Regions from separate parts of the Mus musculus genome. Here all the other regions are linked to region 5. The links are chromatin contacts, called in public promoter capture Hi-C maps. All regions are on one chromosome and are shown on one strand. The core of a region is the stretch at or near the end of the contact, and the rest is flanking DNA. Distances in the headings are between cores, read along the strand shown.

Region 1 (3,388 bases), core at 797-3,296, 1.5 Mb after region 5:
AAGATAGAGTAAATGCAGTATTCTCCACATAGAGATATAGACTTCTGAAATTCTAAGATTAGAATTACTAACAAGAAGAAGTGGGGAATGAAGAATAAAAAATTACTGGCCTCTTGTGAGAACATGAACTTTTTACCTCGGAGCCCACCCCCTCCCATCTAGAGGTTGTTCTCGGAACACTCCTAAACTTTTCACCCCAAAACTCCTCACCCTAAAGTTCGAACCCTCCCAACTAAAAACTGTTCCAAGAACATTTTTGAGATAAAGGCCTCCTGGAACAACCTCAAAATGAACCAGGTACTCCTTAGTTACGTAGGTTCCTTGATAGGACATGACTCCTTAGTTACGTAGATTCCTTTGGCAGAACTCCCTAGTGATGTAAACTTGTACTTTCCCTGCCCAGTTCTCCCCCTTTGAGTTTTACTATATAAGCCTGTGAAAAATTTTGGCTGACCGTCGATTCTCCTCTACACCACTAGGTGCCACTAGGTGTATGAGTTTCGACCCCAGAGCTCTGTGCTTTCATGTTGCTGCTTTATTTCGACCCCAGAGCTCTGGTCTGTGTGCTTTCATGTCGCTGCTTTATTAAATCTTGCCTTCTACATTTTATGTATGGTCTCAGTGTCTTCTTGGGTACGCGGCTGTCCCGGGACTTGAGTGGTCTGAGTGAGGGTCTCCCCTCGAGGGTCTTTCACCATCACCCAACAAAACCAAGATATTCCAATGGGGCTGTCTGTAGCTAACACATTCACAGATACAGGATATGTGTGTGTGCGTATTTATCTTTAGATTAAAGAATTATTTATTTTACAGTTATGAGTATTTTGCCTGTACGTGTGTCTGTGCCCCACATGAGTGGCTGGTCATCTTGGAAGCCAGAAGAGGGCATTGGATCCCCTAGAATTGGAGTTATACATGGCTGTGAGCCACCTTGTAGGCGATGGGAATTAAACCTGGGTCCTCTACAAGAACAACACCACGGATCCATCTCTCTATCCCAGTGTGTATTTACTTTTAAATGTCAGAAAAAGGAATCAGTAATACAAAGTTGAATATTTTTTGTTACTGTTACTTTTGGGGAGAAAGTTATGAACTTGTCTTGCCACGTCAGCTTCCCTGAACGCTGGTGTCATTGGTGTGAGCTTCTCTTTCAGGGTCTATGTACATCTGTGAACTTTATTTATTGTGTTTCTTTCAGTACTTGAAAATTTACATACTAAAATGTGTATTATTTTTACGAGAAACTATTTCTGTTCCCTCCCCCACCCCCTGGGTTGAAGTACTGAGGACCAAACTCATGGTTGTGTGCTAGAGTGTTATTACTGGATAACATTTCCAATCCTTCATAGCTTTTAGACGGTCTCACTAAGCTGCCTTCACTGGTTTTGAACACGTGATTCTCTATAGCTGAGATTTAGAAGCATGGGCCACCATGCAAGACTACTTGTGTTTTTTTTCTTTTTGTTTTTGAGTCAGGGTCTCTCAGAGTTCCTGGTTGGCCTTGAGCTTACTATGTATGTAGACCAGGCTGACCTTTGGTTCTAAGTACTAGACTTAAAGATACATGTCACCACATTGGTCTTTTATTTTACCTTTTCAATTATATTTTCTTTCTTTTTTTTTTTTTTTTAAAGATTTTATTTATTTATTATATGTAAGTACACTGTAGCTGTTTTCAGACACACCAGAAGAGGGCGTCAGATCTCGTTACGGATGGTTGTGAGCCACCATGTGGTTGCTGGGATTTGAACTCTGGACCTTTTGAAGAGTAGTCGGGTGCTCTTACCCACTGAGCCATCTCACCAGCCCCCTATATTTTCTTTTAAAAAATATTTTGTAAGTTATGCTTGTGCATGCGTGTGTATGCGCATGAGTTGCTGGACCTGAGTTTGCAGGCTGGTGTCTGATAGGGATGCTGGGAATTGAACTGGGGCGCTCTGGGAGAACACAAGAAACTGTATCTTGTTTTTTTTTTTTTTCCCGGAGAAGGGGCGTTCCAGACAGAGTAGGCCCCGCCCCAGGTCTTGGGCCCCGCCCTCCAGCAGAGGACACGCCTCCGCCACATTCAAAATGGCGGCCGCGCTGGCCCACTTGGGTGTTTGAGCACGTCGCAGGTCGCTCCACTCCAATCATGGCGGCCTCCGGACCGGCGGCGGCTGCGCCGAGTGGCGTTCTGGTGACATGTGGTCTGGAGCAGGTTCTGGAAGCGCTGAAGTTGCTGCTGAGCCCGGGAGGTGAGAGGACGAGTCTCGGCGCGGGGCTGGACCTGAGGCTCGCGGGGTCGCGGGTCACCCAGGCTCGCCCTGGCTGCTACCGCATGTTTCCCGCAGGCCCTCCCGGCATCTCCATCCCCACTCCCGGGAGCGCTTGGGCTCTGTGCAGTCTCACTTAAAACTTAAACTGAAGCTCCAGGAAAGGGCCTGCAGTCCGCTGACCGCTGATGCCGGCCGAGGTCCGTTGGGCGCCTCGCTGAGCAGCGGCTTCGGTCCACTGTTTGCTCCAGCACAGCCCTGACACAGGGACTGGAGACGCCTTCACACAGGTGTAATGTGATGTCCCAACCGCTTGAGGGCTCCGAGCCTGGTGTGCACGCTTGAGATTTGTACAAAATGCCAAGTGACCAGAGATGCCCAGCAGGGACGTTTTTTGGCTGAATTTGAGGAAGATTTTTAAGGGTTTCTGTTTTGGTATCAGAGGTGCACAGTCACCTTTAATCACTTGTTGAGTTAACTTCCCAGTTTAGTATTTGAAGAGACCTTGGGAATAGTGAGACCTTGCATTCTCACTGTTGAGTCCCAATTTGTGGTGGTTTGAACTGCCTCTGCCTCCCCAGTGCTGGGATTAAAGGCAAGCATGACCATTCACACCTCCTGCCCCTTTCTTTCTTTAGACAGGGTATCACTGTATAGTTAAGGTTTGTCCTGGAACTCACACCTCAAATCAGGTGGTTATATTAGAGGGATGTCCATGGACCTAGAACTCAGTTCTGCCTGATCTCCTTGTCAGACTAAGGCAGATTATTCAGAATAGAACTTCTGATGGCATCTGGAAACGTAGAAGGGTGTAAGAAAATAGGATCCTAATTATAAGCACAGCATGTCTGGGTGCGTGTAGAATTATCAAGGTAAAGGCAACGTGTGTGATTACAAGGTGAACACTCTCGGTCTTAAATGTCGACCCCCAAACTACAGCTGCAAACATTACAGAGTACTTAGTGGGACGTGAAAAGCAATTAGTAGTAGATGATTGCCTACTAAGCGCCAGTCCCTATAGTCCATTTACTTGTAGATCATTTAGTCCTCACAGCAGTCTCCTAAGTATTAATAGGCATTAATTTTTGCAGAGGAACATACATGTACATTGGAAATTGCCCAAAGTAAATCAAGTT
Region 2 (3,805 bases), core at 772-3,271, 1.0 Mb after region 5:
GGTAGAGACAGCCGCCTTTAATCCCAGCACTCAGGAGGCAGAGGCAGGCGGATTTCTGACTTTGAGGCCAGCCTGGTCTACAGAGTGAGCTCCATCTGTACAGCTACAGTGTACTTACATACATAAAATAAATAAGGCTTTTTTTTTTAAAGGTTCAACAGGAGTGAGTATAGACATACAAAATCTAATAAAAACTATTACTTTGAATAGCCAATGCTTGCTAATAAAAACTTTCTGAAAAAAAAAACAAAATGGCGATAAAAGTATCTAATTCATAGTATTTGTGAAGATTAAGAAAAGGAAAATACCACATTAGGAATCTAGCTCAGAGGAAGAACACTTGCCGCAAGTTCCCTTTGTAGTGACAAGTCTGGAATTTTGGTTTCTTTAAAGAACACAGAAACAGTTTATTTTTTTTTTTGTTTTAATCCCAGGTGTGGGGATGTGGGGCTGCTTTGAGCTGTCTAAAGCAGCTGACTATGATTTGCCTCATGCCCTAGCAGAAGTGGTTTTTGTCAGCTGTAGATAGTTTCTGTGACATTTGGAATTCTGGGAACTTCTCAGAGGGTATATATAAATGCTAGAGCCCCGTCTTCAGGGAGGTTGGAGGCAAATTGTTAGTAGTCTGACCATACACTGCACCAAAACCTCCAAAATTGTGAGCTAAAACTCCTTCCATATTTACCTCATTTTTCGTAGCAATGACAGTTTAACATCATCTCTAAATACTGTATATCTTTTAAATAGCCAAATCCACTTTCAAAAGGCCTACATCAATTCTGTTTATTTATTTTGATACACGTTCTCACTGTGTAGCTCTGCCTGGCCTTGAAAGAAGAGATCTATTGATCCATGCCTCTTGAGTATTAAAGGCCTGATCAATCACACACAAAGTTTTTGTTTTTTGCTTTTTGTTTTTTTTTTTTTTGGAGACAAGGTCTCACTATGTAGTCCTTTTTGGGCTGGAACTCAGAGATCCACATGGTACTGCCTCCCAAATGCTGGGAGGGAAGGTGTGTATTACGACACAAGCAAAAGAGAAAGAAAGAAAACCAATCCTAAGGGGCGTGGGTTGCACATGCTTACTTATAATCCCAGCACTGGAGCGACGGAGGCAGAACTGCTGTGTGTCAGAGGTCTGCTTGGGCTCCATAGCCCGTACTATGTCAACCAGAGCTACACAGCAAAACTATCTCAACAGAACAAAAACAACAACAGAAATCAGGTAAAATGAGGTCAACTCTTAGAGATGGATCATCCATTCTTAAGCTTACAGTGTGTATGCTCTTCATTACTGCCTTTGGGAGCAGAGCAGACATATACAGTACTCACTTTGCGGCAGTCGGTGGCAGCAGCCTCTGGGTTTTCCTCCTCGTGGACCAGGTCCAACAACTGGAAGCCCGCATCCCCGACAGCTTCTGACCCACACTGAGGCTCCAAACTGTTCGAGGTTCCCGAGGATCGGTGGCTGGAGACCACCCTGTAGCGGCCCTCTTTACGGACCTCGCGCACCGAGGCACGAAGATCGCGGCGGATACGCAGCTGGCTGCTCCGGGACGGGCGCAAGGCAGCCCGCACAAGCTGCTGGATTGGCTCCTCCTGAGGGGCGTCGGGAAAAGAGATGACTGCGACACGGGCAGCGTTCAAAGATCGCTCCCACAAAGAGTCCATTCACCCTTCTCATACCTGGGATCGCACGGTGGCAACCAACTGGAAGACATTTCTCTCCGCCGCCGCCGCCTCCTGGCCCTCTGGCGTCTCCCGAGCCGCCGACTCGACCTCGCTGCTCCGGGGGCGTTTACAGGCCAGCACGAGCGCCTCGGCGGGCTCCGCGTTGCGCTTCCGCTTCACGCGCAACACCGCAGTCCTGCCGGCCTCCATAGCGGCGATCGCGGAGTACTGTGGGAAGGCGCGGGGCGCGACGGGATGTCCATCCAGTTCAGCGGGCGGGGCCTCACGGAACGTCACGCTACGCCTCGACGCCCCACCCACAGTGGGAGAGGCAAAATGGCCGCGGGAGTGGCGGCGAGTGGATCGCTTCCCACAGCGGGTGAGCTGTTGGGCTTGCTGGGGAGGTTGGGCCGTGGCTGGGCCTGGGTGCAGTCGGTCTTCCGGCCTCATTTTTAGGGCTCTGGCGTTGGGGATATTTGGGTTTCCGGTGTACTTATCTTCCGGGCTGCTCCAGAGTCCACGTGGAGTGGTTCAAGCACCCTGAGCAGGTCTGCCGCAGCGGTCCGCGTGGGTGACTGTCCTTTCTCAGACTGTCGCCGGGCGCAGGACTTGTGTCAGAAGCCTCGCCCCAGTCACTCACACCGGGCGGGACCTCAGTTGTATGCAGCGCCCCTAACCCAGCCGGGAACGGTTCGGTCCCGGGACCGTTCGGGCGGTTTTGCTTCGGGATGGCTTTCTCAGTTCGTATTCTGAGCAGTTTGGGAACCATTCAGTTCACGACACTCACCCGGAGAAGCGCCAGACGTTTGTGTGCCCGAGGTGGACATGCTTTTGATTAAAACACTGGAGTGGCCCTCAGTGCATTTTTAAGTGTGTTCTTAGTGAAACCCTAGCGACATCACAGATAAGCAAGTGTCCTTAATCTGTTGCGGAATAACCACTTCTGCGCTTTTACTGTATAATGTTAGCTCATTGCTCGGCTTACCCTGCCTTCTCACTTGCCTTCACTTGAAGGCTGGACCCCGATGGACTTGTGGGGCCTTTTTAATTATGTAGGAATTTCTGAAAAGTGGCGAAACTTCCAAACAGCCCTATATATTTACTGTAGGCCCCCCCTCACCCCCAAATTTTTCTTCAGACAGGAATCTCATTGTGCAGCCCTGACAGGCATGGAACTCATAGAGATGGTCCTGCCTCTGCTTTTCTAGTGCTAGAATCAAAGACATGCAACGACACGTTGTTCTGTTTTGTTCTTGTTTTATGACAAGGTCTCACAGCATTGCCCAGGATGGCATCAAACTTTAGATCCTTCTGCCTCAGTTTCCTACGTGCTGAGATTTTAGACATGAGCTACCACAACTGGCTTTTATTATAGTTTTTGATGGTATATCCTATATAAAAAATGAAAATTACTCTTGTCAGAAATATCAAAATACTGGTTAATTTTCTTTTGAGATGGGCTGTCACTATGTAGTTCTTGCTGGCCTAGAACTTACTATGAAGACCATGTTGACTTTGAACTTACACAGAGATCTGCCTGTCTCTGCCTTCCAGACCTGAGATTGAAGGTCGATGTTATCATTAATAAAGAATTGTAAGTAACTTTGACATTTTTGTCTGTTTCTTTATTTTTTTTTTCTCTTTGTTTTCTTGTCCTTTCTCTCCATCCTAGGCATTATAATTGATTAGGTTTCTGATATCAAGATATCTTCCTAAGAAGTAAATTAACAAGCCTCACGTTTCTGTGCAAACACTGAGGAGCCAGTTGGCACCATGAAGGTCTTCTGTGGCCGTGCCAATCCTACCACGGGATCCCTGGAGTGGCTGGAGGAGGATGAACACTATGATTACCACCAGGAGATTGCCAGGTACCCAGGGCTGCTGCTCAGCTGGCTGCAGGGGTGCAGGGCTCCTCCATGTCAATTTAGGTTTGAAGAAGATTGTGGAGATTGTTTTTCTGAGCAGTTGAGGTCTCTGTTAGGAGAAGAGAGCACCTGCTGAGAGCAGTGTGGGAAGTGGGTTGGAGAGAGGACAGGGAGTCCTCTGTCCTAACGTAGAAGCAAGCAGTGGAGGTGAGAGAGGCAGAGCAGCTTGGAGGAGCAGGAAGGAGTTTGGTAACCCACTGAATGCAGCA
Region 3 (3,414 bases), core at 794-3,293, 1.9 Mb after region 5:
AGGAAAAAAAAAGGACAGCTTTGGACAGGCCAGATGGCATAGCACATAAAGATGCTTGCCACCAAGCCTGGCAAACGTAGTTTGATCCCGAGTGAAAACTGACTCCTTAGTCAGCACAAGGCAGACATACACAGAGACACAGACACACTCACACACACCACTAAACACAATGTTTGGATGGTTGATTGTTTTTCTTTTTTTAAAAGATTTATTTGCTTATTTTATGTATGAGTAGTGTTAGGAAAGACCCACAGGAGAGATGGTTGTGTCATGTGACATGATGGGGTGTCCAAAGGCTGGAGTGATGGATCTACGAGTCACTGGAATTCCAAGGGTGTCCAGCAAGTGTGCCTTCCGCCTAGCAGGCTTCAAGGGAGCATGGCCCTACCAGTAACTTGAGTTTTAGACCTCCAGCCTCTAGAACTCCTGGGGTCTTTTTTTTTCTTTTTGGCATAATTTTTTTCTTCCTGTGAACTCAGAACCTCTGGAAGAGCAGCCAGTGCTCTTAACTGCTGTGCCATCTCTCCAGCATCTCTCCAGCCCCGACTGGTTTTTTGAAACGGGGTCTCTTTATGCTGTCCTGTTGGTCTTGGAGCTTGCTGTATAGTTCAGGCTGTCCTCAAACTCACAAGAGATCCTCTTGCCTCTGGCTCCTGAGCGCAGGTTATTAAAAGCATGTGCCACCATGATCTTTATTGTAGCTATGAGGGAGGGAACAGTCAGAGGCATCCGGAAGAGCCCAGAGCTGAGAAAGAACAGAGTGGACTGAATAGGGTCAGCTGACTGGACCTGACTGTGAGGGGAGCAGGAGCTGTGCAGAGAGGGAGAGACAAGACAAGACCAAGAGGGCACAGAGCTGAAATCGCAGGGTTATGAGGAGAAATGAGTAGCTGGGGAAGGGAAGCCCATGAGTGACGTTTAGGGGAGGGAGCAAAGCGCACATTAGCCCACAGACCTGGAGGCTAGTGTGCGCTTCCCTATGCTGACAGGCACCTCAGACAGCCATGTTCCTTCTGCCAGTGGTAAGGGAAATGACGTGGCTCCTTTGATAAAGGGGAAGCAGCTCCAGAATCTCAGGAAATGCAGTTTCCTTTGCACCTGACACAGAGAGAGAGACCCTGCCTGAAAAAAAGAAGTATCTGGGCATGGCAACCCAAAACTTTAATCCCAGCAAAGGCAGGCAGATCTCTGAGAGTTTGGGTGGGCAGGAGTGTGGCAATCAGAGGACAACTATAAGAAGTCTGCTCTCTTCTTCCACCCAGCAGGAACTGGGGATATTAGCTCATTTGTCTTGTGCACAAGTGCTTTTACCTGCTGAGCCATCTCGCTGGCCCAGAAAAGTTAACAGTTAAAAACTAGCACAAACTTGGTGGTGGTACAAGCCTTTAATCTCAGAACTCAGACGGCAGAGGCAGGTGGATCTCTGTTCGAGGTTACGCCTGGTCGACAGCCTGAGTTCCAAGACAGCCAAGGCAACACAGTGAAACCCTGTCTTGAAAAAAAAATAAAAATAAAAACCATCACAAAACAGGCTTTAGAATCATTCTCTCATAACAGTTACCTGGGATTGAACCCACAGTGTGACATTCACTATGTATACATTAGTTCATTCATTGTCCCCTAAGACAGGCAAGGTAAATACTAATTAACATAACCTATTAAATAGCGGGAAAACACAGCTCCAGGGAGTTTACTTTTTATGGTTAGGTTTACTCAAGTGGGGTACAGATTCTACTTGTTCCCTCCGCCCCGCCCCTCACTCTCTCACAAGGCACGCCCTTGGTCGGCCCCGCCCACCTGGGCTCCCAACTCCGCCCAGAACTCCCCATCTTTGTCCACGTCCAGCCCCGCTCCTCTCCCGGATCTACCAGGCCCCGCCCCCGTCGGCCCCACCCCTCACTCGGCGGCTCCGCCCCTCACTCCGGTTTTACCGGCCTTCGGGCTGGCCCTTTACCGGTATCCCACCAGACCCCGCCCCCGGCAGGCCCCGCCCCTCTTAGAGGAGCGGTGTCTGCAGTTGCAGGCCATGGCCACAGGGCGGCAGCCGCGTGACTCGGGCTGGGCCGCTCTGGGCCGCGCTCCTCGTTCACCCTCGGACTCGGCTCCCACTGCTAGTGGCAGCTCTGCCCGCGCCGAGAGCCGACCTGCCGGGCTCCTAAGCGGCGGACCCACCACCTCGGCTCCTCCGAGCCGGACCGAGGCCGCAAGCAGCACCGCGGGGTGTGGGGCGGACCCAGGATATGAAATGACAACGTCAACCCTCCAGGTACTTGGGTGCGGCGCGCCCGCGGAGGCCCAAGGCGGCAGGGCCTGCGGGCCGCGGAGCGGACGGGCGGTGGCCTCCTCGGAGCCCGGCCTGGCGGTCCCTGTCAGGCTGCCTCGTCCCACCCGCGCTGCAGCCTCTCCCGCGCTCGGAGCCCGAAGGACGTCTCCACTGAGCCCCGGCCCAAGCCGAACCGGCGGGCCGGAGCCCAGGACGCGCAGCCGGGGCTGAACTGCCGCCTTGCAGCGGCGCCGCCTCCCCCTGAGCGCGCCCGGGTCCCGCAGGTCGCTCCGGGAGCGGCGTTCACCCGCTCCTGCCAGGCGCCCTGGCAGCCCCCTGAGCTGCTTCCAACGAGCCCCGGGTTTCTCGGCCAGCCACCCTTCATTCATTCCCTACGTCCTGCAGGGTGATGCTGGGGTGGCGCCGCCCGGATGAAGGAAGGGCTCGTTCTAGAGCTGTCAGAAAGCATAAACACTGTCAGGCCTCAGGCTTGTGTTTAAATCCCAGCCCTGCCACTCACCAGTGTGTCTAGGTTTTGGATGTTGGAATGTTGGATTTCCTCATCACTAAAATAGGCAGTGCCCTTGTAGGGTGGTTGTCAGACGACTTGAGACAATAATTCAGGGAAAGCAATTATAACATAGGTTCAGCATATCATGTACTCGGTAAGCCTTTGCTAATAAAGTAAGCGTTTGGGTGGAACCAAGTAAGACTTTATGAAGGAAGGGACTTTAGCCAGAGCATCAAAGAGTGAGTGATATTTGCATATCTGGTGGTGGTGGTGGCTGCTCCAAGTAGAAATACAGGAGTAAATTTCTGTTCTAGGCTTGAAATTAGATGGAATTCAGAACTAGAACCCACCATTCACTGCAGAAACTGTTCTGTTTGTTCTTAGGGTTAAACCAACTTCGGCCTGATCCCACCTGCCTGGCCAGAGTTAGCACTACATGTGAACCAAGAATATTATCCAACTTTTAGGAAACAGTTTTATGAAGAGCTAGCACTCATGCTATAACGGTCACATATTTAAACTGTACCATCCAGGGCTTTTAGAGGTTTGAATCATCACCAAAGAAACTCTACGCCTTTAACCACTGCTCCTCAGCCCTACTGTCCCATGTAGCATACTCTGTGGCATTGTACGTTGTTGT
Region 4 (3,695 bases), core at 76-2,575, 1.0 Mb before region 5:
ATTTGTCTGGATCAACTGATGTCTGTTCATTGAGTCATGGCCAGTCTTGGTGCAGTGGGCAGAGCTGTGGCCTCTAGTCCTAGCTCCCTGGTTTGGACCTATCCTGGTCTTTTGTTTGTCCACAAAATAAATGAAATGTCTGGGTTTGGACAACGGGCCCACCCAAGCCTTTTCTGACCTCGCTGCTCAAACGGCTCAAGCTTCCCCCCCCCCAACCCCCAAAACAGACCCAGTGAGCTGAGATCAACCCCTCTATGTGTTCAGAAGGGAAGCCAGTCAAGGATGCTGAGTCCCAAATGAACGGTTGCCCACAGAGGCTGGGAGGGGCTCTAACCCTGACTCTCCACACCTAGCAAAGCTGAGGTACAAAGCCTTCTGCTTTCTCCTGGAGGCTGTTTTGTCCCCACCTCCCAGTTGGCGCCTGCAGCTGGCTCAAGTCTCTTCCACAAGGTCCCCAGGGCTCCTCTGCTTCCCCAAGGTTTTTATCATCAACATGTTCAACTCTTTGTCATCATGTTTTATTTTCAAGAACTGCCTTCCAGCCAGTGGCAGGCGTCAGAGTTTCAGGTGTCCTTCCTTCTTCAAACCTCAGCTCCCTCATCAATAAAGTAAGGGCTTGGAGAGGGTTGGCAACAACTCAATTTATGGATTCCCTGGTCAGATTTACCAACTGTCACCCTGGACAGACCCCTGCAGTCTCACTAAGATGTATCAGCCCTGAGGGACTCTCCCTGATGAGTAAATGTTCCAAGTGATTCTACCAGTAACTGTAGAGCACACCAGCATATTTAAATGTGCGATAAGCAGAGACCTTGTAATAATAACAGGCCTAGGAATGGGCTGCGGCATGCCAGAGGCCGCAAAGTGGGGTGCATACAGGGAAGGAGCTGGAGCCCAGGTCCCTCCCCTGAGCCAGGCATCTTCCAAGGTAGGCTTGCATCTGCCAAGACTGAGCACCAGGACAGAGGGCATCAGGTGGGCAAGGGAAGAAGAAAATAAGCCTGCTGATAGCTCAAATTGAAGGCCTTGGTCAAGCCTACGTGAAGAGAATTCGAACAGCTGGGAACCAGTGGCCTTGACGGGCTCCTCTGCCCAAACCAAAGGCCAGCAGCAGCCTGTGTCCCTTCTGCTGCCTCTACCCTGCCTTCTGCCCTTAGCTCTTGCCTCTGTCCAACCTTTCTGGCTGTCCATCTCTGACATATGGTTGGTTCACCCTTCTCTGCACGTGTCTGTCTGTCCACCCTTCACAAGTCCTCCTGGTGTGCCGGCCTCCCTACATCCCTCGGCCTCCCCGCCGCCCTGCCCCGCCCGCCCGCCTGCCCGCTGCCCGACGCTGTGTGGGTGTCGGGCTGGCTGTGCGCAGAGGGGCGCGGCTCGCCGCTCCCACCTCCTCCGCGTCCCCATCTCAGCAATGACCCGGGCCGTGGCGCCACCGAGCTGAGACCGGGGAGCCGCGCCGCCGCCGAGGAGGGCCCAAGAGGGTGACGGTGGAACGAGCGGCGGCGCGGGGACCGCGACGGAGGGACGGGCGGGGCTGCTGTTCCTGCTGCAGGGCAGGGCAGGGCAGGGCAGGGCCCCGGAGACCGCCGGCGGCTGTTTGCCCGCGGATCGAGGGCGCGGGTCCGTTCTGCCCGGCCCCGCCGGTGCGCCCCGCCCCTGCACGCACAGCAGGCCCAGGCGAAGCGGCTGGGACGCCCCAGCCCAGCCGGAGCGCCACGGCATCCGAGCGGGAGCCGGAGCCCGAGCGGGACCGGAGCTGGAGCCGAAGCTGGAGCCGGCACTGCGGCGCACGGAGCGGAGCGCCGCAGCCAAGCCGAGTAAGGGGCGCGGGGCGCGGGGAGGGCCGCAGACGGGGGTACCGCTGCTTATGCACGCAGCTGGGGACGCGCTGGGCGGCGGGGGACGTGGTCCCGAGCGGAACCTCAGCGCGCGAGGAACTGAGCGGTTTGCCCGAGACTCCTGCGGTTCCTGATCCCGCATCCTCCCCACACCCGAGAGGGTCACCGGGACCCGCGAATCCCCGGGGAAACGCGAGGAATCCGAGGTCTGCCTGAGTCTCAGACGAGTATCCTCCCGGGATGCAAGCCCATGACAGGGTCCCCAGCCCTGTGCCCTCGGTTTGGAGGGTCGCTGACCAGTCCACTCAAGAAAAGATACTAGGGCACACTCTTGTCTGGGGTGAGAGGAGAGGGACTGGGGTTTTACAGAGTTTGAGCCTGAACCCTCTCCCACCACCTTAAGCCAGGAAGTTTGACAATTCAACGGCCCAGTCACTTGGACCATGCCTCATTTTGTCTTACCTAGGATAGAAAGAGCATCCTTGCCGCTCCCCCCACCTACCCTCTCCCTTCATAAGGAAGACTTTCCTGTGCAGTCCCTTGCAAAGGACCCGAAGCTGAATCCGAGGTGGCAGTTCCTCTGACTACGCAGCACTAAGTGGTACCTGCCACTCTCCCCTTCCCAAGCTCGGCAATGCCCACCCTTGCCCCCCCCCCCGCTTCCTCCTTTCCTGGTTGTCCTTCGGGCTCTGTAGTCTAGGGACAGGTGCGTAGTATCGACCCTGGGCTACGTTTCTCAGCCACCCCTGTGCCAGCATGGGCAGCCAAACCCAGCCTGGGAAGGGACGAGCACAAGTGACATACTAGAGAATCGGGGAACTCTAAGAGTCCAAGTGCACCTGAGGGCCAACAGACGGCCCTCTAGACTCTCCTCAGTGATAAGGACTGCTTACTAGATGACTTCACCACTGAGTGACTCAGTTTCCCTCTTTGAAACGTATGCATGATTCTGTTTAGTAGACTGTGCAGGGTCTTTGGAGCCATGAGACACTCTTTTAGCTGATTTCCCAGCTGTGTGACCTTAGGCAAGACACTTGACTTCTCTGAGCCTCAGTTTCCTTCACCTAAAAATGTATGGAAGATCGTTAGACGAGTCTTCTGCGGAACCTGACACACGTCTATCCATTGACTGCATTTGGCCACAGGTGTTTCCTGAGGCAAAGAGAGCTTGATGTGAGGCGACATGGTGCTCCCATCTTTCTCACCCTCTGCGTCGGCCTTTGGTTCCCTGTGAATCTCCTGACATCTCCTTGCAAAACAAGACTTTCCTTTAGCCTCTCCCTTTTTCGCAGGCGCGTGCTGACATCTTCTGCCCCACCCAAACCTTTCCTATGCTGCTGTCCAGGTTCAAGAGGCTCACTGACTAAAGGGGACACTCTACCTTTTTTTTTTTTTTGCCTTTGGCTGGCACTTGCCACCCCAGACTTGAGACCTCCTACATTGCGTTCATACTCTGTACAAAGGAATTTACACACTTCGATCTACTCTGGATTAGGTGAAGAGAGGATTGCTCGCTGTGGGTTGACTTGGGTGAGCCACAGGTGATGGTTGGTTGCAACAGGTATCAGGATGCTCAGCCGATGGGACAGTGAGGTTACCAGGAGCCGCAGAGGTGCCCACTGAGATTCCTTGCTGACTATCCAGGCCATTACTTTAGGTCACAGGACCCCATGATGAACCTAGTGAAGGAACCGGAGCTGGTGGCAGACAGCATGACTTGAACTTAAGAGCTAGCAGGTTTTTGGGGAAGGATCTTCCTGAGTCTGAGCAGTTGGGGCCTAGAGCAGCCCAGTTGCATGCCTAGGGCTTAGGAAAAAATATGAGCAGCACATATCCACAGAGCGGCACAGAGGTTGT
Region 5 (3,857 bases), core at 989-3,488:
TACAAACACTATACCCGTGTGTGTGCATGCACGGGCACACATATACACAAACATTAAAAATAAATAAATAAATGAAGCCATGCAGTGGTGGTACACACCTTTAGTCCCAGCACTTGGGAGGCAGAGGCAGGTGGGTCCCTGAGTTCCAGGCCAGCCTGGTGGACAGAGTAAATTCCAGGACAGCTAGCATTACACAGAGGAAACCCTGTCTCAAAAAACCAAAAATAATAGATAAATAAATGAATGACTAAGTGAAAAGATGGTAAAATAGCTGAAGATCCATCGATAGAAGTTGTTGGCATCCATTCATGCACCTAATCTGTTCTATAGGCTTGGGGTGGGATGGAGGGTGCCTGCCCCAAGAAGGAGATAATTCCATATTTGCTAATGGAAGGAGTATGTCTTTTAAAACCATCAACCTAATCACCTCCTTCCTCCTTTTTTGATTCTCTTTTTTGGCACAGGTCCTCGGCTCAAGAAATCTTCCCACCTCGGTGGCCAAAGTCGCTGGCACTGTAAGTACGTGCTGCTTACAAATTTCACTGCTAAAACCCCTGACCATGAAGGCTGGGACTGCAGCTCAGTGGTAAAGCGCTTGATGAGGTGAATCCCTGGGTTTGAACTGCACCGCCTAGACTGTGGTGGTTTGAGTGAGAAATGGCCCTCCCGTAGGCTCAGATGTTAGAATACTTAATCCCCTGTGATGGCACTGTTGAGGTGTGGCCTTGCTGGAGGAAATGTGTCCCCAGGGCCATCTTTGAGGTTTCAAAGCCACTGGCATTCCTAAATCTTATTCTGCTTTCTGATTAAAGATGTGAGCCCTCAGTTTCCTGCCTCTGTCACCATGCTCCACCGTTCAGGGATTCTAACCCTCTGGAGTGGTAAGCTCACACAAACTCTTCTTATAACGTGCCTTGGACATGGTGTTTTATCATGGCAGTATGTTTTACTCAAAACACACACACACACACACACACACACACACACACACACACACCACTCCCACCAACAAACCTTTAATTTTGGGTAATCAACTCTCCAGACTTCAGTTAAGATGATTAACCCTCCTAGTTTGTTAGGGACTGAGCAGCTTCAGAAGGCTTGGGGGGCGGGGGGAGGTCATTGCTAAAAATGAGAGCTGTCTATGGCAAACTAGGACAGTTCCTTACCCACGTTTAGGTCCCTATCTAATAAATGAGATTGGGCTGGACTAGCAGTGAAATTCTGCCAAAATCTGTATTCAAGCAGGCATTAACAACTGACCTCAGAACTGATTCCAGTGACTTATGAGTATCTTTTCACAATCCTTAGCATCTGGCCAGCTGCTGCCAAGAGTTGGCACTTACCTGCCATCCTTGAACTGAACTTTTAACAAACTGCGATTTTTAAGGATCAGAGTTTATTGAGGGTCAGCTTTAGCTCAAGCTCTGCTGCAAACCCCGAGTCTGGTTTTCTTCTGCTCTGGTAAGTTCTCTAGAACTTGCAGATCTTGGATTTTTTTTTTTTTTTCTTGTTTGATTGCACATTTGGGTAAAAATATGGACTGGCAACCGGTTACATATAATTAAGATAGTTTTCCTTTAAATGATGTGCTAGATCTACATAAACACTCTCCTACTAACGCCATGAACTTATGAGTGTGCATTTTAGAAATTACTAATCTGAGACTTACTGGTCTGGTACTTGTCTAAACCTTGTCTGCAGGCAGAGCTACACGGAATCCTAAGGCCAACCCCGTTTCAATAGCCACCACCTTTTTACACCATGATTTGGTTAGATGCTTACTTCCACCTTTCAGTGCACAGTCCACATCCCTCCCTGTATGCAAAGTCCTCTAAGATTTAGGTTTCCTTGAATTCAAGTGGCCCTTCTGGGGGTGACTCTGCGTGGCTGGCTGGGGAGCCAAGAAGTTCCAGATCGCTCACAAAGGGCCAAAAAAAAAAAAAAAAAGGTCTGCGGGTCCGCTTCTAGTTGCTAAGAGAGGGGCGGATCCCTTCTGGGCGGGTTGTTCGCAGAGAAGCCCGCGGACAGGCAAGGGGAAGTGCTGAGGAAGGAGCAGGGTTTCACTGCAACCCAGCGGCCCCGCAAGCGGGTGGGTGGCGCATGCGCGGCGCGGGTCGTGGAGTTGTGAATGGTGCGTCTTGTTTGCTAGAGTTTGAGGCGGGCGGGCGCGCGAGGAGGAGAAGGAGGAGGAGGAGGGGTGGGGCCGGCGCGGGGCGGGAGAGCGAGGAGGGCGGCGAGAGGAAGTGGCGGCCGCAGCCGGGGGAGGCTGGAAGCTGTGTCTGCGCGGGCGGGCGGGAGGGAGGACGGCCGGCAACGGCTGAGGCGGGCGGCGGTAGCGTGGGTTGGGCTCCAAGCACACGGCCGCACCTCAGCCTCCCTGGAGCGGGAGGCCACGCGGGCGGGCTCCTGAAACAAAGAGAAGCGGGAGTCCGGGTGCCGCGGGTGGGCGGTCAAGGCGGTCAGCACCGGAGCCCGCCAGCGGGTGCCCGCGCGAGCCTGGGGAGCGCGGCCGGCCGGCGCGGCCTGAGGGCGGGAAGATGCCGCGCGTCGTCCCGGACCAGAGGAGCAAGTTCGAGAACGAGGAGTTCTTCAGGAAGCTGAGCCGCGAGTGCGAGGTGAGGCGGTTGGGGAGGCGCGGAGGCCTCGGCGCGCCCCGAGTGGGCCCGGGGAGGAGAAAAGTTTGAGCGGCTCGGTTGCCGGGAAGCCCCCGGGACGGCGCGCCGGCCGAGGGGGAATCTCGCCCCGGCAAGCAGTCCGCCCACAGGCTCTGCTTGCCCTTATCGGAGCCGCGGGGAGCGGGCGGGCGGGCCGGCGGGTGCCGCCGCGGATTTGACTCCTGATTTCGGGGCCGTCTCTCTGCCTTGCAGATTAAGTACACGGGCTTCAGGGACCGGCCCCACGAGGAGCGCCAGACACGCTTCCAGAACGCCTGCCGCGACGGTCGCTCGGAGATCGTAAGTCGCCGGGGAGGGACCCCCCCACCCTACCCCCGGTGCGCGCGGGGAGGCCGCGGGGACCCAGGCGCGCGCCAGTCACTTGTTGCGCGCGGCCCCGGGCGTGTTCCGGACGGCGCCGCGGACGCTGCGGCTCCCGGAACTGAGCCGGGGGCGCAGGCTCACTTCCTTAGTCCGGATTCGAAAAGCAAGAAAGAGGCAGATGCTGGCGGGGCGGCTCGGCTCGGCCCTCGGGCGGACCCGCCTTCTCCTTGGCCCGCCGCGATGGTTCGGTTCGTGGGATGGTTTGCGTGTCCTAGTGCCGGCTCGGCAATCCGAGCGGAGCTCCAACCGGAGCTTGGCGGAGGTTGTCGCCTAGGCTGTGACCTCCGCCAGACATCGGGGTGCTTGTAGGAAGGATACAGCCCTACGTGTAAAGAATCATTGGAGGGGGATCAGCGATAGGCTTGTTTCTGAGAAGCGAGATTGGTAAATCTATATGAGAAGCTATCTCCCAGTACAGCCGAGAGTAAATCTATTCCACTTATCTGTTGTCCTAATAGAAGAGAGAGACTGTCCTAATAGAAGAGAGAGACGAGAGAAAGGGCCCCAGTGGATGAACAATTTTCTTTTCTTAAAATGTTAAGAATCCGAAAGAAATCTATATTTTCCTTTTTCTAACCTCGATGTGCCTGTCTGAGTATTGGAGTTGCTAAAGAATTGCCTGGTGCTACACAGACAAATCCCATAGTTCATCTAGAGGTTCCTGTTTTATATTTGAAGACTGCTATGGACTCGGCAAGTCCTGGGTTGAAAAATATCGAAGTGATCTAGTTCCTCTCTTGCCTCTTCGTTATCCTCCTTAGAGGTGTTGGTTAGGAAGCAACGAAAAGAAGAACTGTAGGAAAGAGATTTTTTTTG
Region 6 (3,639 bases), core at 791-3,290, 1.8 Mb after region 5:
GATCTTGGGCTGTCTGGTTATCTTAAGTGACATCATTGAGGTCTGGTTATCAGGTATCAGGTGCAGCCTTGGGTATAGTGGGGATCCTGACTAAGCTATTTTTTGTTTGTTTGTTTAAAACATCAAATCTCACTACAGATGGTTGTGAGCCACCATGTGGTTGCTGGGAATTGAACTCAGGACCTCTGGAAGAGCAGTCAGTGCTCTTAACCGCTGAGCCATCTCTCCAGCCCCATTTTTTTTTAACATATCTAAAAGACTTTTTTTTTTTTTTTTTTTTTTTTTGCTATGGTCATTACATATAGTCTTGTTATTGGCTCTGCAATTAGCAAAATCACTGACTCTTTAGCTAACAAATCTTTATACGGTTTCTTGGATGGTCATCTACATATTCGCCAAAAAAAAAAAAAAAGATGGAACCCAGACTAAGACTGGCAAACTTATAGAATCAAGACAGAACCCTTCAGGACTTGGTTATTTGAAGCCTTGCACACTCACTACCTAATTCCACTAACCTTATGTCTTGTTCACATTGGCAACTTCCTAAGGAATCATCACAGATGGTTAATTTTTGTGTGTGTGTGTGTTCACTTGACTGGGCTAAAAGACGCCTGCCTGGATGGACAGATGTAAAACCGTTCTGGGTGTGTCTGTTTCCGGAAGAAATTTTTTCCATGGTGACCTGAGTAGAGAAGATTGTCCTCAACAGTGGGAACCGGCACCATCCAATCAGGTGAGGGCTGCCAGGGAACAGTAAGACGCGGTATACTCACTCTATGAAAACTGGGACATCGCTCTCCTGCCACACTTCAGGGCTCCTGGTTTTTCATGGACTGGGCCAGCTTTTACATAGTAGCTTTCCACTCCGACCCTGCTCCCCCGCTTCTGCCCCCTCAGGCCTCTCTGGTCTTCTGATAGCTTCAGATTTCTACCTAGTCCTCAGGTCTTTGGATTTGGATTCAGAGCCTTTTTCTGCAGATGGCAGATTGTGGAGTTTAGCCTCATAATCTTGTGGCTAATCTCGCACAATCTTTGTTAACTATATATACCCGTTGGTCTGTGGGGAACTCTAAAACATCAGCATGCTGCAAATGTCTTTGACCTTGCGCACTGTGGGTTCCCAGTGCTTAAGAAGACAGGTCCCGGGCTGGCGAGGTGGCTCAGTGGGTAAGAGCACCCGACTGCTCTTCCAAAGGTCCAGAGTTCAAATCCCAGCAACCACATGGTGGCTTACAACCATCCGTAACAAGAACTGACTCCTTCTTCTGGTGTGTCTGAAGACAGCTACAGTGTACTTACATATAATAAATAAATCTTTAAAAAAAAAAAAAAAAAAAGAAGAAGACAGGTCCCCTCTAATTACAGGCCAGCAGACAGGTGATTTTTAAAAGCAGTGACAAAGTCTTGGATCCACACCTTTGATCCCATGTCACTTATGCTGTGTCCCCTGCTTGTGCTCACACCAAGACTAACCAAATGTTGTTTTATCCTGTTCTTAGGGAGGTCTGCAGTCTTTTTAACCACAGAGAATCACACCTAGCTGGTTGCCTCTGTTTTTCTTTCCCATTAGACCACAAGCTCTCTCGGCTGAGGTGCATTTTATTCAGTGTGTCTCTAGGGCCTTAAAAGGAGCCCAGCACACCTCTGAGCGCTCAGGGCTGCTTTTTTTTTTTTTTTTTTTTTTTTTTGCAATGAACCAATCAATGCAAGAATGAACGCGCCAACCCGGCCCTGCAGGATCGCAAAGAGCCTCTCTACAAGCTGACTTTGCTCTCCCTGCCCGGGCAGCTCTCGTAGAAGAGGTGAGGAGTTCGAGGAGGTCACGGAGAACCAAAGCAAAGGACGGCGGGGTGCCTCGCTGCACGAGGCGCTGCCCACCTCCGAAGAGCTTTCAGTGAACCAGGACAACCTCGCCTCCCGGAAGCGGCCTCGCCGGCCTTCCCCCCGCCCCTCCGGAAAGTGGGCGTGGCCCTCATGAATAATGAATCGCCGGGGGGAGGGGAGGGGTCCGCCCCCCTCGGGCGGGAAGGGGGAAGCGCCGAGGCTGCCTGACTGGAATCGGGGGAGCTGCAGCAACGGCGGCTGCGGGAGCAGGGCCGGCCATGGCGGTGTGGACGCGGGCCACCAAAGCGGGGCTGGTGGAGCTGCTTCTAAGGGAGCGCTGGGTGCGGGTGGTGGCCGAGCTCAGTGGCGAGAGCCTGAGCCTGACGGGCGACGCCGCCGCAGTCGAGCCTGAGCCGCCGGCGGCCGCCTTCAACGGTCTTCCGAACGGCGGCGGCGGCGAGTCTCTGCCCGGGAGCCCGAACCGTGGCCTGGGGCCGCCCAGCCCTCCCGCGCCGCCCCGCGGTCCCGCGGGGGAAGCGAGCGCCTCGCCGCCCGTGCGCCGAGTGCGAGTGGTGAAGCAAGAGGCGGGCGGCCTGGGCATCAGCATCAAGGGCGGCCGCGAGAACCGGATGCCGATCCTCATCTCCAAGATCTTCCCGGGGCTGGCGGCCGACCAGAGCCGGGCGCTGCGGCTGGGCGACGCCATCCTGTCGGTGAACGGCACCGACCTGCGCCAGGCCACCCACGACCAGGCCGTGCAGGCGCTGAAGCGCGCGGGCAAGGAGGTGCTGCTGGAGGGTGAGCGGGGGCCGAGCGGGAGGCGGCGGGGTGGCGGCCTGGGCTCGCCTGCGCGCACTTTGTTTCTGCCCACCCTGACGCCTGTGCGGGGCTCGCCGGTTCCCTCCGCCCCGGCCACCAGACCTCCTCTTGTGGGGCTCCAGAGTGTGGAAAAACTGAGGCGTCCAGCGAGAAGAAAGTTGGGCAGCCACCGAAGTGTTACTTTACCGCCCCTTAGCGAGACTCAGCTGAGATTTAGGGGGTGGGGGGAGCAGCAGCCGCGTGCGAAGCTCACCCCTAAGTCTTGCACGATAAGCTGACACTAAGCACTAACTACCGGGAGAGCGATCGGCTCGAGTTCTTTAGTCTCCTTTTTTTCCCTGTTGGGAAGCGTTGGTTGGACGCTTTCTTTAGTCACCTCGGGCTCCCCGGGCGGGCCGGTCTATTAAATCCATCCACACCGATGCCAGCAGTTTGCTTGGGCAAACCACCAAAGCACTGGTTAATTTATGGGAATTTAACCCATCATTGGCTCTCAACAATAACCAGAGAAGATCACAGCACTTTGTGGAAGGCAGAGAGCTGATACAGCAAGTTTGTGAGGTTAATGAGCCTTGTTTAACAGTGGAGGCTCACGTGTTTGAGCATTTTACTGCCAACTAGAGTTTCGCCCCTTTTGCAAGAGCCCGGTGCCAGCTTCCTATCGCTGGCAGGCGTGCTGCCGCAAGACCAGTAGACATTTTATAAGAATCCTGAAACGGGTACCATCACATATGTGTGAATAGCCTTTACCTTAAGTGTAGATGCGATCTTGTGTGCAGCGTTTCACGCGTATCGATGTAACTGAGGCAGAATTAAATCTCATCTCCAAAGACTCATACATGTTGAAGGTGATGGAATATTGTAAGTGAGAAGCCAGTTGCTTGCTTTAGAAATAATTGCAAGACCAGCTCCGTTTTTCGCTGTTGAGTCAAGTCATTCCAGGAGCATTTATTGCTGCTAGCTGTATAACAGAGAATGTGAAAGGTGCTGTCCCTG

Evidence for each region. Promoter capture Hi-C pulls out the DNA fragments that hold promoters and counts their contacts. Capture Hi-C pulls out chosen DNA fragments and counts their contacts.
Region 1: a promoter capture Hi-C map of pre-B cells shows a contact between it and region 5, with 3 times the contacts expected there. The contact joins the promoter of Tango6 here to the promoter of Cbfb in region 5. A contact is called at or near these places in 2 of 39 promoter capture datasets (liver and pre-B cells).
Region 2: a contact with region 5 is called in a promoter capture Hi-C map of pre-B cells, with 3 times the contacts expected there. The contact joins the promoter of Prmt7 here to the promoter of Cbfb in region 5.
Region 3: a contact with region 5 is called in a promoter capture Hi-C map of adipose tissue, with 2.9 times the contacts expected there. The contact joins the promoter of Vps4a here to the promoter of Cbfb in region 5. A contact is called at or near these places in 2 of 9 other capture datasets (adipose tissue and liver).
Region 4: a contact with region 5 is called in a promoter capture Hi-C map of hippocampal neurons, with 2.4 times the contacts expected there. The contact joins the promoter of Bean1 here to the promoter of Cbfb in region 5. A contact is called at or near these places in 2 of 39 promoter capture datasets (hippocampal neurons and stem cell-derived epiblast-like cells).
Region 6: a contact with region 5 is called in a promoter capture Hi-C map of pre-B cells, with 3 times the contacts expected there. The contact joins the promoter of Sntb2 here to the promoter of Cbfb in region 5.

What each region holds. Positions count from the first base shown.
Region 1 is chr8:106,681,022-106,684,409 of GRCm38.p6, forward strand. Tango6 (transport and golgi organization 6) reads left to right here and starts at 2,047. Exons shown (of 18, transcript NM_173037.1): 1 at 2,047-2,234. The coding sequence starts at 2,132.
Region 2 is chr8:106,209,033-106,212,837 of GRCm38.p6, forward strand. Prmt7 (protein arginine N-methyltransferase 7) reads left to right here and starts at 2,022. Exons shown (of 18, transcript NM_145404.1): 1 at 2,022-2,050; 2 at 3,344-3,539. The coding sequence starts at 3,445. Slc7a6os (solute carrier family 7, member 6 opposite strand) reads right to left here and starts at 1,901. Exons shown (of 5, transcript NM_001007567.2): 1 at 1,687-1,901; 2 at 1,333-1,599. The coding sequence starts at 1,881.
Region 3 is chr8:107,029,226-107,032,639 of GRCm38.p6, forward strand. It overlaps Vps4a (vacuolar protein sorting 4A), which reads left to right and starts at 2,044. Exons shown (of 11, transcript NM_126165.2): 1 at 2,044-2,266. The coding sequence starts at 2,246.
Region 4 is chr8:104,169,188-104,172,882 of GRCm38.p6, forward strand. It overlaps Bean1 (brain expressed, associated with Nedd4, 1), which reads left to right and starts at 1,326. Exons shown (of 5, transcript NM_001141924.1): 1 at 1,326-1,817.
Region 5 is chr8:105,168,436-105,172,292 of GRCm38.p6, forward strand. Cbfb (core binding factor beta) reads left to right here and starts at 2,239. Exons shown (of 6, transcript NM_001161458.1): 1 at 2,239-2,618; 2 at 2,871-2,957. The coding sequence starts at 2,541.
Region 6 is chr8:106,933,700-106,937,338 of GRCm38.p6, forward strand. It overlaps Sntb2 (syntrophin, basic 2), which reads left to right and starts at 2,041. Exons shown (of 7, transcript NM_009229.5): 1 at 2,041-2,622. The coding sequence starts at 2,103.